Regions from separate parts of the Macaca mulatta genome. Here region 2 is linked to region 1. The links are chromatin contacts, called in public Hi-C maps. All regions are on one chromosome and are shown on one strand. Each heading gives the region's core, a stretch centred on a gene start, on an enhancer-like site or on the middle of the called end of the contact. The rest is flanking DNA. Distances are from core to core; before and after follow the strand shown.

The links. A called contact is a pair of places that touch in the nucleus more often than the background predicts.
Region 2: a Hi-C map of fibroblasts shows a contact between it and region 1, with 4 times the contacts expected there. The contact joins the enhancer-like site here to the promoter of ZNRF1 in region 1. A contact is called at or near these places in 7 of 14 Hi-C or Micro-C datasets (CD4 T cells, blood, fetal cortex germinal zone and 4 more).

Annotation. Positions count from the first base shown.
Region 1 is chr20:70,321,141-70,328,069 of T2T-MMU8v2.0, reverse strand. It overlaps ZNRF1 (zinc and ring finger 1), which reads right to left and starts at 3,946. Exons shown (of 5, transcript NM_001194453.2): 1 at 3,104-3,946. The coding sequence starts at 3,527.
Region 2 is chr20:70,425,325-70,432,726 of T2T-MMU8v2.0, reverse strand. ZNRF1 (zinc and ring finger 1) reads right to left here. Exons shown (of 5, transcript NM_001194453.2): 3 at 3,766-3,871; 4 at 2,074-2,163; 5 at 1-899. The coding sequence ends at 2,106. Among named protein-coding and RNA genes, the nearest start is that of LDHD, 12 kb to the left of the region's middle. Within about 2 kb of position 3,101, at least 14 of the 40 cell types and tissues checked have an H3K27ac peak or open chromatin away from gene starts, as enhancers often do.

The sequences.
Region 1 (6,929 bases), core at 2,697-5,196:
AAACATGGAGAAACCCCCATCTCTACTAAAAATGCAAAATTAGCCCCAAGCTTATTAGGCGTGGTGGCGCATGCCAGTAATCCCAACTACTCCGGAGGCTGAGGCAGGAGAATTGCTTGAACCCGGGAGGCGGAGGCTGCGGTAAGCTGAAGTCATGCCACTGCACTCCAGCCTGGGCAACAAGAGTGAAACTCCGTCTCAAAAAAAAAAAAAAAAAAAAAAGAATGATGAAGGTAACAAGTGAGTGACTGGAGAGAATAACAGGAGGGGCCAATTTTTAAGAGTGGTCTCTAAGCCCTAAGAGATCAGAAAGAGGATTGCGTGTGAAGAATGGACAGAAAAGCACTCCAGGCATAGGGAATGGGATACGTGGGGGTCACAGCACAGGGAAGCCAGGAACCTAGAGAAGACAAACGTGACCACAGCGCTTCCTCTCCCGGGATTTGCGGAGCAAGGCTGGAGCTCATGAGGATGACCACAACTATCTTAAAAACGACAAAGATGAGGCTCCAGAGAGGGGATATATCTTGCCCAAGGTCACAGCTGCTCAGAGGAGGAGCTGGGACCAGGGCTCTTCCGTATTCTACCTCTAGACTCAGCCTGAGCCCACGCTCTCTGAGATGGCCTCGGATACACTGAACTCCCCCATGTATTTCACTGACAACTGTTTTCTGTACCCATGAAGAGTTGCAAGAGCACCTTGAAAACACAAGGAAACGCATCATATCAACTTCCAGGCATCTAATCAATTGTGCACCAAAATCTTTACCCTTCTAATCTTACAACACAACAGCAAAAGCCGCTTAGACCTTACTCAAAGGCTCCAAAGCAGAAACAAGTTTTGCTTCTTGCAGCAATGAGCAACAGAGGAAACATGTCCTGGAAGATCCCATGGTCTGTTTCAGGTGAGATGGAACCGATGCTGCACACGAAGGTTCATCTCAAATGAACTGCACAGGAAAAGTTAATGACTTTATGTAAATAAAAGAATAAATCCCTAAAGCAGTGGTTCTCAACCAGAGTGATACCACCCACACCCCAGAGGGCATTTGGGAGTTCTTGGGGACATTTTGGGGTGACACACTGAACTGCTGGATGCTATCAGCATTTAGTAGGTGGGGCCAGGCATGCTCAATGTCTTGCAGAAGGACATGATGGTCCTACACAGTAAGGAACAGATTACCTACAATATTAATAGCAGCCTCCCATACACGCTTTTGACACCCTTCCCCAAAGGATTAATGTGCTCCAACTTTCCTGTCCCCACAGTTCAGTGGCTCTCCCTACTCTCACCATAACAGGATGAAAAAAAATAAGCTTTCACAGCTTAGGACTGAAATTCTGGAATCCAATTATAAGCTCATAACTTTAGCATGGAACCTGGCAGTAGCATAATAAATAAATTTTTAGTAAGAGACAGACTGAAGAAATTTCAGAAAAAAAAAAAAAAAAAAAAACTCCCTTTCTTCCTCCCTACATATCTCATGTTTTTCAACACACAAAATTCTGTGATTTTAGAGAAACTTCGTATAGTGCTTTTAAGTTCAAAACCAGATGCTCATTACAGTTCTTTTAAACACCTAACCAGTCATCTCAAAAATATGGCTAACTCTCTGAACTAAATTTCATAGGAAAGATTATTAATTTCAAAATGCCTAATTTTGATCAAATGCCTGAAAGAGCCAAAGGCAATCATGTTTTGCATCTCATTCAGGTCAGAGTTCGATGAGGTCAGAAAAGCTCCAATGATATCCGGAGGTCTGTTCAGAGATTAAAATATCATCCTAACAATTCACAAGCTACTTCTAAGGGTTACCCTAAATTAGTCACTAACAGTTCGTCCCCCAACTCTATTTCACATAGTTTATAGAATTGACAAAAAACCGAACCAAATGAAAACAAACCCCAGGATATTTGCAGGGAGGGGGAAAGCGATACCCCAAAAGTCAACTCTATTTCACAGTAGGTAAAACAGTGATCCACGAGATATTACCCTCCATAAAGTACCCTAAAGGCAGGAGCAATCTTTCCCCTACACAATATCTAAATTTTCCCAACTCACCCAAAAGAAACTTAAGATGTAACTTATTCACTCAACTTGCCAATTAGCAAACAGCGGCCCCACACACCTTTTGGCCAATTTTCTAGAAGCCTGACCTAGCAGACAGACCTGTTTTCCTCCTGCCAGGCCTTTTTAGCCCTCCCAGTAGGAGCCTGGGAAATCCCCCTCCAACCTTTTGCTGGCCTGTCACCAGAAGTTCATAAAATGAATTCATCCAGATTCTCTGAATCCTCCTTTCCCCCAGTCATGTGCCAACAGTCAGGCAATAATGCCCCACCTTGACAGGCTCCCTGTTACAAAAAGATGCAGATTCACGGGAAGACCAAGCACTTAGCATGGAGCAGAAGAAAAAAGATGGAGGGAGGTGAGAGTCGTGGAGCCAAGTCTGCTGCATGCAGTACGGGTGACCAGAGCCCTGGTCCTGCAAAGCCCCCGCGAGACTCGCCGGCTGGGCCCTCCGTACAGCAGCCACACCTGTCTATGCCAGCCGCCTGCCGGCTGCTCCATTTTAAACATTTCAAACAGATCTCCAGCAGGGTGGCACAACTGGGCACCTCTCTCTCCCAGCAAGAGTGAGAGCCCTAATCCAGGCATCACTCGCCCCTAATTTTATTTCATTTTCATACTCTCTGTTTTGGAGACACTGCTTGCTCCAACTGGCTCCATCTCTCCGTTACTGGTGAGGCAGGCACAGTGCTGCAGTGGCAGAATGGAAGCACCCAGGCTGACTTGCTCTCAGCCAGAGAAGACCGCTTCTCTGAGGAGGGAGATGCCAATAAATGGGACTCCAATAGGTAGGCTTCGCTCTGCCCTTCCACAAGTGAACACACGCCGGGAGTCCTACATCGCCAGGCTCCGCAACCTTGCAGAAAGCCTAGTTCCCAGAGGGTAGGTATCCCATTCATCCCTTGGCATCGGGAACCAAAGGGAAGGCAGACAGATCCCGGTCGTGCACTATATTCCCAAACCTTGGCACGCGCGCGAAGGCTTGGGGCGCCCCGGCGCGCCCTCCCTCCGAGGCCTCCACCACCGTGGACTCACCACTGTGCGAGCTGAACCACCTGGGTGCGATGTGCAGAGGTAGAGCATCCGCCAGCGAGGCTCGGGAGCCCAGGTACAGCATCCCGTCTCTATGGTGACTGCCGCCCGTCTCCTGGTAACCATTGCCATGGGCATAGGTGGAGTCGGACGCGGACCCTCCGCCGCCGGGCGCCCTCTCAGAGTCGCCGGTGCCCCGGGAGGCGGGGGTGTAGAGGCCAAAGGGCACCCCCCCTGCTGTGCTGGGGTCCATGCCCATGCCTGCCACCGAGCTGACCGAGCGGCTGCGCAGCCCCATGGCCCCGCCGCCCGTCCGGTAGTGCCCGAAATGGGGCGCCCCTCCCGGCGGCGGCACGGCGCTGTCATCGGTGGAGACCCCCGGGAAGGGGCCCCGGGAGCGGGTCGCCGTGCTCTGCTTGCCCCCCATGCTCGCCCGGGCCCCGGTGGGGCGGGAACCTGGAGGCCGAGACCCTCCCCCACTTCTCAGCAGCGGGGGGAGGGCTGGGCGAGCATAAAGAGGGAGGGAGTCAAAAAGGAGACCCGAAGGGAGAAAAGAAAAAAGCAAAAGAAAAAAGGAAAAAACCCGCGGGGCGGAAGAGGCAGGCGGGCGGGCGGGGATCCCAAACTCAGAATTTCAAACGATCCAAGCCAAACGCATGTTTCCCCTCAAGGTCCAAAGAGGCGCAGTCCGGCGCGGGCTCCGCGCGCCACAGGCCGCCCCCGGGCTCCGAAAGCCGGGGGAGCCGCAGGGAAGGAGGGAGGGAGGCGGCGGCGAGAGGCAGGCGGGCGCGGGGAGGCGCCGGAGGAGGCCGCCCGCCCCGCGGGAGGAGGAGGAGGACCGGGGGCGCCAGGCGCGTCCCCCGCCTCAGGACGCCGCGACCATGGACGGCGGCCCGGACCTCTCCAGGCCTCGGGCGGGCCGCGGCGCTGGGCGGCCAGGCGCAGCTCGGGAAGCCGCGGTCGCGTCGTGTCGCGCTCTCGCTTCAGTCGCCGCCGGCCCCGCCAGCCGCGCCACCCCGCTCGGTCCCGGGCAGCGCTTGCCGGCGCTCCTGGCCGCCGTGGAGACAATGGAGGGCGGCAGAGCGCAGGCGCGGCCTGCGCCCCCTCCCCCTCCCCCCGTCGGGTTAACCCTTTCGCGGCCCCTGCGGCGCCCGGGCAGCTGACGCCCCAGCAGTCCCCACCCACCGCCCGCCCCCGGCCGGCCTGTGACCTGGGCGGCCTGAGCCACTGGGCGTTAGCCACAGAAACCAGATGTCTTTGAAAAGCAAACACTTCTTAAGTCCCCGAAAATGGCAAATTATTCAGGGGGAACCACGTATGGGGGAGGGGCAGCAATGGTTCGAGGGGGTGGGAAGGAAACACCGGGAAGAAGGAGATTTACTCCTTACGCCTACCTGGCTCTGAGGGTCACCAGTCGAGCTCCCCTCCTGGCACAAATTTGCCCCCACAGCACCCTCTGGTGGACGTGATGTCCATTCTTTCGGGGGTTCCCCATCCAAGCACCCCTCAGGTCCGGAATCTCAACATTTGGCGGGGTTTAGCTATTTGGGGGTAAACAGCGCCATGGGGACACTTGTGAATCCGGAGTGTTGCTGACACTAGGTCAGAACTTCCTATTTTGGGCTTAAGCAAATGAGTAGATTCCTTAGCTAAAATGTAATTTTCAGAACCAATAGAGGTACCATAAAATGTGAATAGATATGGATATGGAAATAGAACTACGTAGCTAGAAGTGATTATAGAAACCTTCTGTCCAAGGTTGGAGCCCTGTTTTGTTTACCATGTTCTGTGTTTCGGCCTACACCACGGCCAAGGACACGGTGGGTACTCAATAGGTGTATTGTTGACCAAGCCTGCATCATTTTGCAAGGGAGGGTTCCTTTGATACCTCAGTCCGTCTTTCTCTCCTATATTCACATTCATTCAGCGAACAATTGTTTTTCTTTTTCTTTTTTTTCTTTCTTTTTTTTTCTTTTTTTTTTTTTTTTTTTTGAGACGTAATCTCACTCTGTCACCCAGGCTGGAGTGGAGTGGCCTAATCTCGGCTCATCGCAACCTCCGCCTCCCAGGTTCAAGCGATTCTCCTGCCTCAGCCTCCTGAGTAGCTGGGATTACAGGCGCGTGTCACTGCACCCGGCTAATTTTTTGTATTTTTAGTAGAGACAGGGTTTCACCATATTGGCCAGGCTGGTCTTGAACTCCTGACCTCAGGTAATCCGCCCGCCTTGGCCTCCCGAAGTGTTAGAATTACAGGCGTGAGCCACCACACCTGGCCTGTTTTTCTTTTCCTTTCTTTCTTTCTTTCTTTTTTTTTTTTTGAGATGGAGTCTTGCTCTGTAGCCCAGGCTGGACAACCTCCGCCTTCCAGGTTCAAGCAATTCTCCTGCCTCAGCCTCCTGAGTAAAAGTCTGTTAAAAATTTGAAAATCAGGCCAGGACATGGTGACTCGCTTGTAATCCCAGCACTCTAGGAGACGGAGTGGGGCGGGGGGCGGGGGGGATCACCTGGGGTCAGGAGTTTGAGACCAGCCTGGCCAACATGGTGAAACCCTGTTTCTACTAAAAAACTAAAAATAGAAAATAAATACATTAGCCAGGTGTGGTAGCTCACGCCTATGGTCCCAGGTACTTGGGTAGCTGAGGCAGAAAAATGGCTCGAACCCGGGAGGCAGAGGTTACAATGAACTGACATCACATCACTGCACTCCAGACTGGGCAACAGAAAGAGACTGTCTCAAAAAATATATATACGTACATACATTAATATATAGTAGAGATGGGAGTTTCCCTATGTTGCCCAGGCCGGAACTCCTGGCCTCAAGCAGTCCTCCCACTTCAGCCTCACAAAGTGCTGGGATTACATCATGAGCCACTGTGACAGCTAAACAACTGTTTATCAAGTGCTAGGTGCTGGCTGTGAGGATCACACAGTCCCTGGCTTAACTGACTTCTACCTATTAAATGACCCCAGATACTTCTAAACTGGGGGGCCAAAACAGGGTGTAGAGAAATATTAAAAGAAAACCAAAAGAGCAAGGCTAGCCTGTCACAGATATTGATTGTTCCAGTGTCGCCAGCCTGGAAACAGGAGGAAAGCTATTTGCAAGCACGAAATACCTGGAGGTGAGCAAACAGCCTTATAGAAGTAAGAGTTGTTGGCCGGGCGCGGTGGCTCAAGCCTGTAATCCCAGCACTTTGGGAGGCTGAGACGGGCAGATCACGAGGTCAGGAGATCGAGACCATCCTGGCTAACATGGTGAAACCCCGTCTCTACTAAAAAATACAAAAAACTAGCCGGGCGAGGTGGCAGGTGCCTGTAGTCCCAGCTACTCGGGAGGCTGAGGCAGGAGAATGGCGTAAACCCAGGAGGCGGAGCTTGCAGTGAGCTGAGATCCGGCCACTGTACTCCAGCCTGGACCACAAAGTGAGACTCCGTCTCAAAAAAAAAAAAAAAAGAAGTAAGAGTTGTTTGCTAGAGAAATAAAAATAGGAAGAAACAAAATGTGCCAACATCTAATAAATTATCTGTAGGTGCCTATATGAGTATGTGTATACCTAAAGAGGCAAAACAAGAAAGCTTAAATTTAATCCAATTTGCTTGTAGAAGAAAGACTATGGTATCAGAAGAGTGGTTCAGTACTATACTAACAACAAAAGAAAAGGTATTAGACCCCTTGGAAGATCCCTATTAGAGAGATAAATACATGATACCCATTGTAACTATCCAAATAGCTTTTGATTTATCCATTCACTCAACAGTTTTTTAGTGTATTTAACAAAATATTTAGTATGTAATAAATTCCAGGCACTGTAGTAGGTTGTGGGATACA
Region 2 (7,402 bases), core at 1,852-4,351, 110 kb before region 1:
TTTTAAACATTTTATAAGTTTTTTTTTGTATTTTAATATATAAATACAGAAACCTATCTTGCATGGGCTGATGCCACGTGTGAACATCAATGGCTAAAATGTTCTCAAACATAGTGCCTGAAAACAGGGGTAGCTGTACATATTTCTTAGTAAGTCTTTTTTTGTTTAAGTTTTCTGGGAAAAAAAATCCACAAGGGCCTAAGAATAAAGTTCAGGCATTTTTGCAGGACACTTGTGATTGTTAAATCCTCTGAACTGACCGGAACCAGGAGGAAAGAAGGGAAAAAGAGATGGGATCAGTGGGAAGAAAGTTCTCGATGGGTTGTTTTTTGGCAATGAAGTCAAGATATTAGGGTCTCAAAGGGAGAAAAGAGCAAAAAACCAAGCCAGAAAAATAGAAGAAAAAAAACCAAACCCAAAGTAGACAAGTTGGTGGTGGAGAAGGCCAGTTGGGGCAGGGGAAGAGACTGTGTGCTCGCCCACCGTCAGAAGGCTGGCGGCGAGGGCTTGGCTGTGTTCGTCTGTCACTGAGTGGGTTATGGCTGGGCAGCAAACAGCAAGCTGTAAACATCACGAGGGAAAACACCAGTCGACACTAGACTTTTTTTTTATATAATTTTTTTTTTTGTAAACACTTTAAAGACAGACCCACAATGCCTTTCAAAGATGAAAAAGAAAATGCCCTTTCCCTCCTGGGCTGAGGGGTGAGGGGAAGGATAGCAGTTGATTCATTCTTCTCTCAAACTTGCTCTCATCCAATTTGGTGTCCTCAGGGAGGAAGGGAGAACCATGATCTGGAAGTCAGTGCAGAAGGGGTGCCCTGTTCCCGCTGGTGTCCCAAGCTCAGCTCCGCCCCAGGGTCCGGTGAGCCTCCTCCCTGGAGCAGGGGCTCTCTGTCCCTGTGTGGACCGTAATAAATAAGTCGTGCTCCGTCGGGCCGAGGGCTGGCGGCTGCATCCCAGGGCAGCTGCATCCCGAGAGGGCAGGCGGGGCTGGGGCATCTACTACACAGGACCCCAGAAGTCAAACAGCACATGGGGAATTTGCAGCCATGCGCCTGGGCAGGTTCTACTCCCCTGCCTCACTCTCCCCCTGGCTCTTTCTTCTCCCCTTGTCATCAGTTTTTGAGGTGAAGGTAAAAAAAAAAGCAAATGTCCCTGATTTGTCTGACATCATCAGCTGTTCTGGGAGAGTTTACTTGGAATAAATAAAATAAACCTAACAAAAGAAAACAAAAACAAGAGAGAGAGAAAGGGAGGGGAAGAAGAGAGGCCCCAAAACCTTTGGCTGTGAGATGGAGTTCGGCTTTTGGTTTTTATGGGGGTTTTGTCTACTTGTTTGCCAGAAAAAGGAAAATGCCAGCCCAGAACTTGGAAGGGACAGGTGAGATGGGGGTCAGGGGTGGATGGCTGGCAGCAAGCGGGGTACCCTTGGGGAAGAAATGGGGAGGCCAGACCCAGCGGTGAGCCAGAGCGATGTGTGGAGTCAGCACCCAGTGCTGTGGGATGGAGGGATCGAGATCGAGTCTGGCCTGGAGGCCTCAGATTCATCTGGAAGCGGCATGGGAAGAAGCAGTGGTCAAATGATCACTGACGAGCACTTTGTAGGGAACAATGCACCGCTGCCCATGGCTGTCTGTTTAGTAAGTGCAATGTCCTTATGGCAACAGGGAGTGAGATTATCCCCGTTACCAGAGAAGAGGCAGAGACTCAGAGCTCAGCGAGGATGAGACCATGCCAGGCACAAACCCAGCGCTCAGGCTCCTTTTCCTGCCCGTGCACATTCCCAGGGGATATTCCTGAACTTTCTTTAGGAATGTAGAATGTACTGGTCTCTTCCCCAGCTGATCCTAACTCTTCTGAGCCTGTTCTTCATAACTGCCCATGTTGATTTGTATCTCTTGTCCTTCCCAGGGAAAATCATTTCCAGATGACTAATTGATAAGGTTCTCCTTCCCTCTGCTCCTGCTTTCTTCTCAGTGGCATAAGGGCAGCCCTGCTCCCTAAACTGCATGCCCCCAAAGTGACCTGACCCCAAGCCTTGAGCCGGGAGCACCCCCAAACGCGGGCTCACCTTTGAGAGGAGTCAGCAAGCAAGCCCGCAGGTCAGTCCGCAGGGTGTTCCGGACAAGATCTGTTCACTTCAAACCACGAGTCTATGCAGCTGGGGGGAGGGGGCCGCAAGGGAAACCACATTACCTGCTGCCCAGGCTGCTTTGAAGGGGCTCTTTCAAAGGGCCAGATTCCTGAGCAGGAGCTTCCTAAGTCTCTTCTGAAAGGACCCCAGAGAAACACAATCATGTCCCCAGACATGGCTACTTTCTGAAGCACGAAGAAGGGAGAACACCAAGATTAGTCTTGGCCCAGCCAGAGGCAGTGGTGGTGGGTACTGGCTCAGGGGGATCTGGTGCTGTAGGAAGGGGGAGAGTGGCCTTGAGAAGGACCAAAGCTTTCTGTGCACAGGGCCCAGGAGGATGGCAGCAGCCACCAGTGAGGTGAGAGCGGTGGACCCCGCAGGGCAGCTAGTCAGCTGTCTCTAAGACTCCAAGGACAGGGAAATGGGAACAATGGCACGGCAGAAGGGCCATGGCTCTGGGCGCCAGGGTCCTGAAAGAGCTCCTTCCTGGGTCAAAAGAACAGCTGTGAGGCTCCCTCCCAGTGGGTGACCTCTTAGGAGAGCCCCAAGCTCTACCCTCTCAGCCGTGATCAGCTGATAGCAGCATCTAGTCCTTACTGCAAGAGGCAGGAGGGGAGTCAGACCAGAGACAGTCAGCCCTGGTGTCCAGTGTTTACAGAGCAAGGCCCTCTGCATCAAAGAGGGAACAGAGATTGCCCCAAGACAGCTTCCTGATTTGTAAACCAACATCTGGGCATTTTCAAAGACAGGAACCAGACAGATAATTTGCATAATTCTCCCTGAGAGTCAAAGATTTCCTTTTCTGGTTCTGGTTAGTGCCTCCCTGGGACACAAGCAAGGCTCCGTGCTGGGAGCTAGACCAAGAATCTCTCCCAGGCCAGCCTTGAGCCTCCTCTGCACCAGCCATGCCGCGTGTCGTGCCTGGTTGTCATCCTGTGCAGCAGTGGCCCTGAGAGTCAGGCTTTGAAAGACCTGAGTGTCAGGAAGCAGCTCTGGGCTCAAGGATTCAGCAGGTGCTGGCGACAGGCAGCACAGTGTCCTCCTCTCTTGGGCAAGAGGATGCCTTCCTTCTGGCTGGAAACAAGGACCAGGCTCACACTGGAGCCTGAGGGTGAATCTGGGCCTGCTACTTACAACTGCTCCCAGTGCTGTGGCCCCACAGGAAATGGCTCTTCCTGCCTCCTGGCCCTCTAGGGAGAAGGTCAGTGCAAGGCAGTGGGCACACCCTCCGCCTGGCCTTCCTCGCACAGATTGATGTTCTCCCCCCGTGGAGCAGAGGGCCCGTAGAAGAAGAAGAGGCAGGGAGACAGACGGAGAACCAACCTTCCCGGTGGCATCCTAAGCTCCTCCAACCTGTGAGGCTCCACAGGCCTCCCCATCAGCTCCCACCACCTGAGTCCTCAAACCAGAGCACACCTCTGGCAACTCAGCTCTGCCCTGCGCTTGGGATGCTCGCACCTTCCCGCCGGCACAGTGGACACCTGTCTGACAGCCTCTGCTCTTACCCACTCGGAGCCAGAGGTTGGGGGAGAGATCATCCCATAACCAAAGGAAACAGAATGGCTGGAGATAGGGGTCTGCCCCTCTGGGAGGTGGGGTGCACTGAGCTACCCTGCCAAACCCTCCTACCTTTTGTGATAGATGCACAGGCAGGGCAGCCTGGCTATCGTGTCCCCCTGCAGCAGCTCCTCCAGGCAGATCACACACTCACCCGCATCTTTAGTCAGCACATCATCTGCAAGGGGGACAGGGGAGAGTGCAAGAGGGTTAGTCACCAGTGGACAGGTGGCACGGGGCAGGTGAGAGCCTAGGAACTAGGGAACTGCTAAGCTGCCCCAAGCTGTGCTCGGCTCTGCAGGGGACACAGAAACCCAAGAGGGACCTTGACTCTCACCATGGAGATAGATAATGCGTGGACACCACATGTTAATTACCCAAAGACAAAATGGGATTAATCCCAACACGCAATTAACCAAAAGCCTAGGTGACAGTGGACAAAAAAGGCTTGGTGAAGGGTAGACACGAAGCAGGGGCAACATGAGGCAAGCTGTTTCCCTCCACAGATGCTTTCCCTAAACACACACACAGCTGGTGCGCTGATGTCTGGTTTAGAAAAATATGGTAATGGAGAGAGTGGTAGGAGGCAAGAATGAGAGGAAGAAACTGGTCCCCAAGAAAATCCTTGTGCATGGAGGTTCACAGCAGCGTTGTTCACAACAGCCCAAAGGTGGAAACAACCCAGTGTCTACCAGCTGTGCAACGGATCCACAGAGATGATGTATCCAGACGATGGAATACTACTCAGTCAGGAAAAGGAAGAACTGCCACATGCTACAACATGGATAAATGTCAAAAATATTACATAAAGTAAAAGAAACCACCTATTGTATGAACCCACTCATATGAAATGTCCAGAATAGATACATTCATAGAGAGAAAGGAGATTGGGATTGGGGACGGGGGAAACGGGGAGTGACTACTTAATGGGGAAGGGGTTTTCTTTCCCCCACCCTTTTATTTGAGGTGGAGTCTCACTTTGTCGCCCAGGCTGCAGTGTAGTGGCACTATCTCGGCTCACTGCAATCCCCGCCTCCTGGGTTCAAGTGATTCTCCTGTCTCAGCCTCCCAAGTACCTGGGATTACAGGCGCCCACCACTACGTCTGGCTCATTTTTGTATTTTTAGTAGAGATGGCTTTCACCATGTTGGCCGGGCTGGTCTTGAACTTCTGACCTTGTGATCTGCCCACCTTGGCCTCTCAAAGTGCTGGGATTAAGGCATGAGCCACCACGCCCGACCCATTTTTCCCCTTTTAAAAACTTTTTTGTGGTAAGACTAACATATGCTGTATCCTCCTTTTTTTTTTTTTTTTTTTTTTGAGACAGAGTCTCGCTTAGTCGCCCAGGCTGGAGTGCAGTGGCGCGATCTCGGCTCACTGCAAGCTCCGCCTCCCGGGTTCACGCCATTCTCCTGCCTCAGCCTCCCGAGTAGCTGGGACTACAGGCGCCCGCCGCCTCGCCCGGCTAATTTTTTGCATTTTTAGTAGAGACGGGGTTTCACAGTGTTAGCCAGGATGGTCTCGATCTCCTGACCTTGTGATCCGCCCGCCTCGGCCTCCCAAAGTGCTGGGATTACAGGCTTGAGCCACCGCGCCCGGCCGCTGTATCCTCTTAATAAATCTTCAAGTATACAATACAGTATTGTCAACTGTAGGCACTATGTTGTACGGGAGATGTCTAGAACTTACTCATCTTGCATAACTAAAATGTTACACCCATTAATGCACCACTCCCCTCCCCCTCGCCCAGCCCCTGGCCGCCACTAGTTTTCTCCTCTCTGCTTCTGTGAGTTTGACTATTTTAGCTACCTCATATAAGTGGAATCACATCAGAGGTTTTCTTGTGGGGCAATGAAGTGTTTGGAACCAGATAAAGATGGGGGTTGTGAATGTCCTAAATGCTATTAAATTGCACATATAAAAATGGTTAATTTTATGGTGAATTTCATCTCAATGTTTAAAAAGAAAGAAACAAAAATGACCCTGCTCACCATCCCAAAAAGAAGAAATGGAAGGAAGCTCCTTGCACCTGTGGGAACCCAGTGGTTTTTATTAAGTCCTATGACATTCTGCGTGCCGGCGACAGTGAATAGTCGTGATCTTGGGATTCAAGCAGCTCACAGACTAGTAGGGATGCCGAACGAGGAGACCAAAAGGCACAGCGTGAGGACTTCCAGGACATCTTCTGACGCGCAGGCCCAGGGGCGAGGGAATGGAGAAAGAGGCCTCATCAGGCTGTTCCAGGAAGGCTTTGGAGAAGGCTGAGGATGGATGAGGCTGGGGTGGTGACGGGAGATTCTGGGCACAGGGAACAGCCTTGTGTTCTGCTGTGGTGACTGGGGCTGACAACAAGGAGTGCGCAGCAGCCCTGCGTGTGCCGATGGGGGCAGTGGGGCAAACAGCAGGTGCCTGCGCTAAGGGAGGGTGCCCAGAAGGAAAGCATGAGAAGGAAGGGACGGATTCTGAGTTGGGTGGGAGGAGGCCTGGCCAGCTGATGGAGACCTCCAGGAGGCTGCTGAAGCCTAGAGCTGAGGTTTGGAACAGAGACATGGGTGCCAGGCATGGATGTGGGATAAAGAGGCAGTCCGGGGAGAAAGTTCAGACCAAAATCCAAAGAAGGCAGAAGACAAACCCAGGCTGACATGAGAATTTGAAGGGCAGGTGAAAGAGGCGGTGTGAACAAAAGGCGACCCAGAAGTTCTCCACGCCACAGGGGAAATATCAGGAGAGCGGTGTCTCGGCTGTGAAGAAGGCAGAGCTTGTGGCAGGATCCCTTCTCCATCACTAAAGGAGCTTAACTGTCCGAACACTGCCAATGACAAACACGTGTGCGTGTTTTCCTTTGAGCCTCACCATATTCCAAGCTGGGCAGGTCACCCGGTGTTATTCTCATTTTGCGAATGAGGATCCGGAAGCCCAAGGAAGTCACACACCTCATGAGAGGGTTCGCAGATGGTGGGGCTGGGACTGGGACCCTCTGCTTGAGAGGCCTTCTCATTGCTGTTTCTTTGTGTTCTCTTATTATTTCGGTGGAAAGGCAAACACCTGGGGCCCATAAAATGAAGATTCTTCAAGGCCCAGAAGCCTATGGCTTCCACTCCTCAAAGCCCCCTACCAGGAACCCCAAGGAAAAAGCATAAAATGGAACCGATTCGATCTTTAAGTCCCCAGGCACATGAGTTGCGAGAGAAGTCACTCGCTCCCTGGCCACCAGGACAACTTGTGGTCATTTTCTGTCTGGAACACCTGGCTAGCCTGAGGGCCCGCCTGAAAGGGCGACACAAACTGAGAAGGGAGATGGCACAGAGTCTGCTGCTGGAGTGTCTGTCCCCTCAGACTCCAAACATGGCAAGTAGTGGATGAACACATGGGCATGATCCCCCTGCTTGAAAGCACTAGCTACCATACATATTCAAATGCGTGTGTAGGCACAGATCAACGTCTGGAAGGATGCACACACTTTCATAGTGGTAGAGGAAAGGAGGACCTGGAGAAAAATCCTTTTATGTACTTCTGTAGTGTTCGAATGTGCACTACTTTATTTTTTTCTATTTTTTTTTTTTTTTTTTTGAGACCGAGTCTTGCTCTGTCACCCAGGCTGGAATGCAGTGGTGCGATCTCGGCTCACTGCAAGCTCTGCCTCCCGGGTTCACGCCATTCTCCTGCCTAAGCCTCCCAAGTAGCTGGTATTACAGGCGCCCGCCACCAC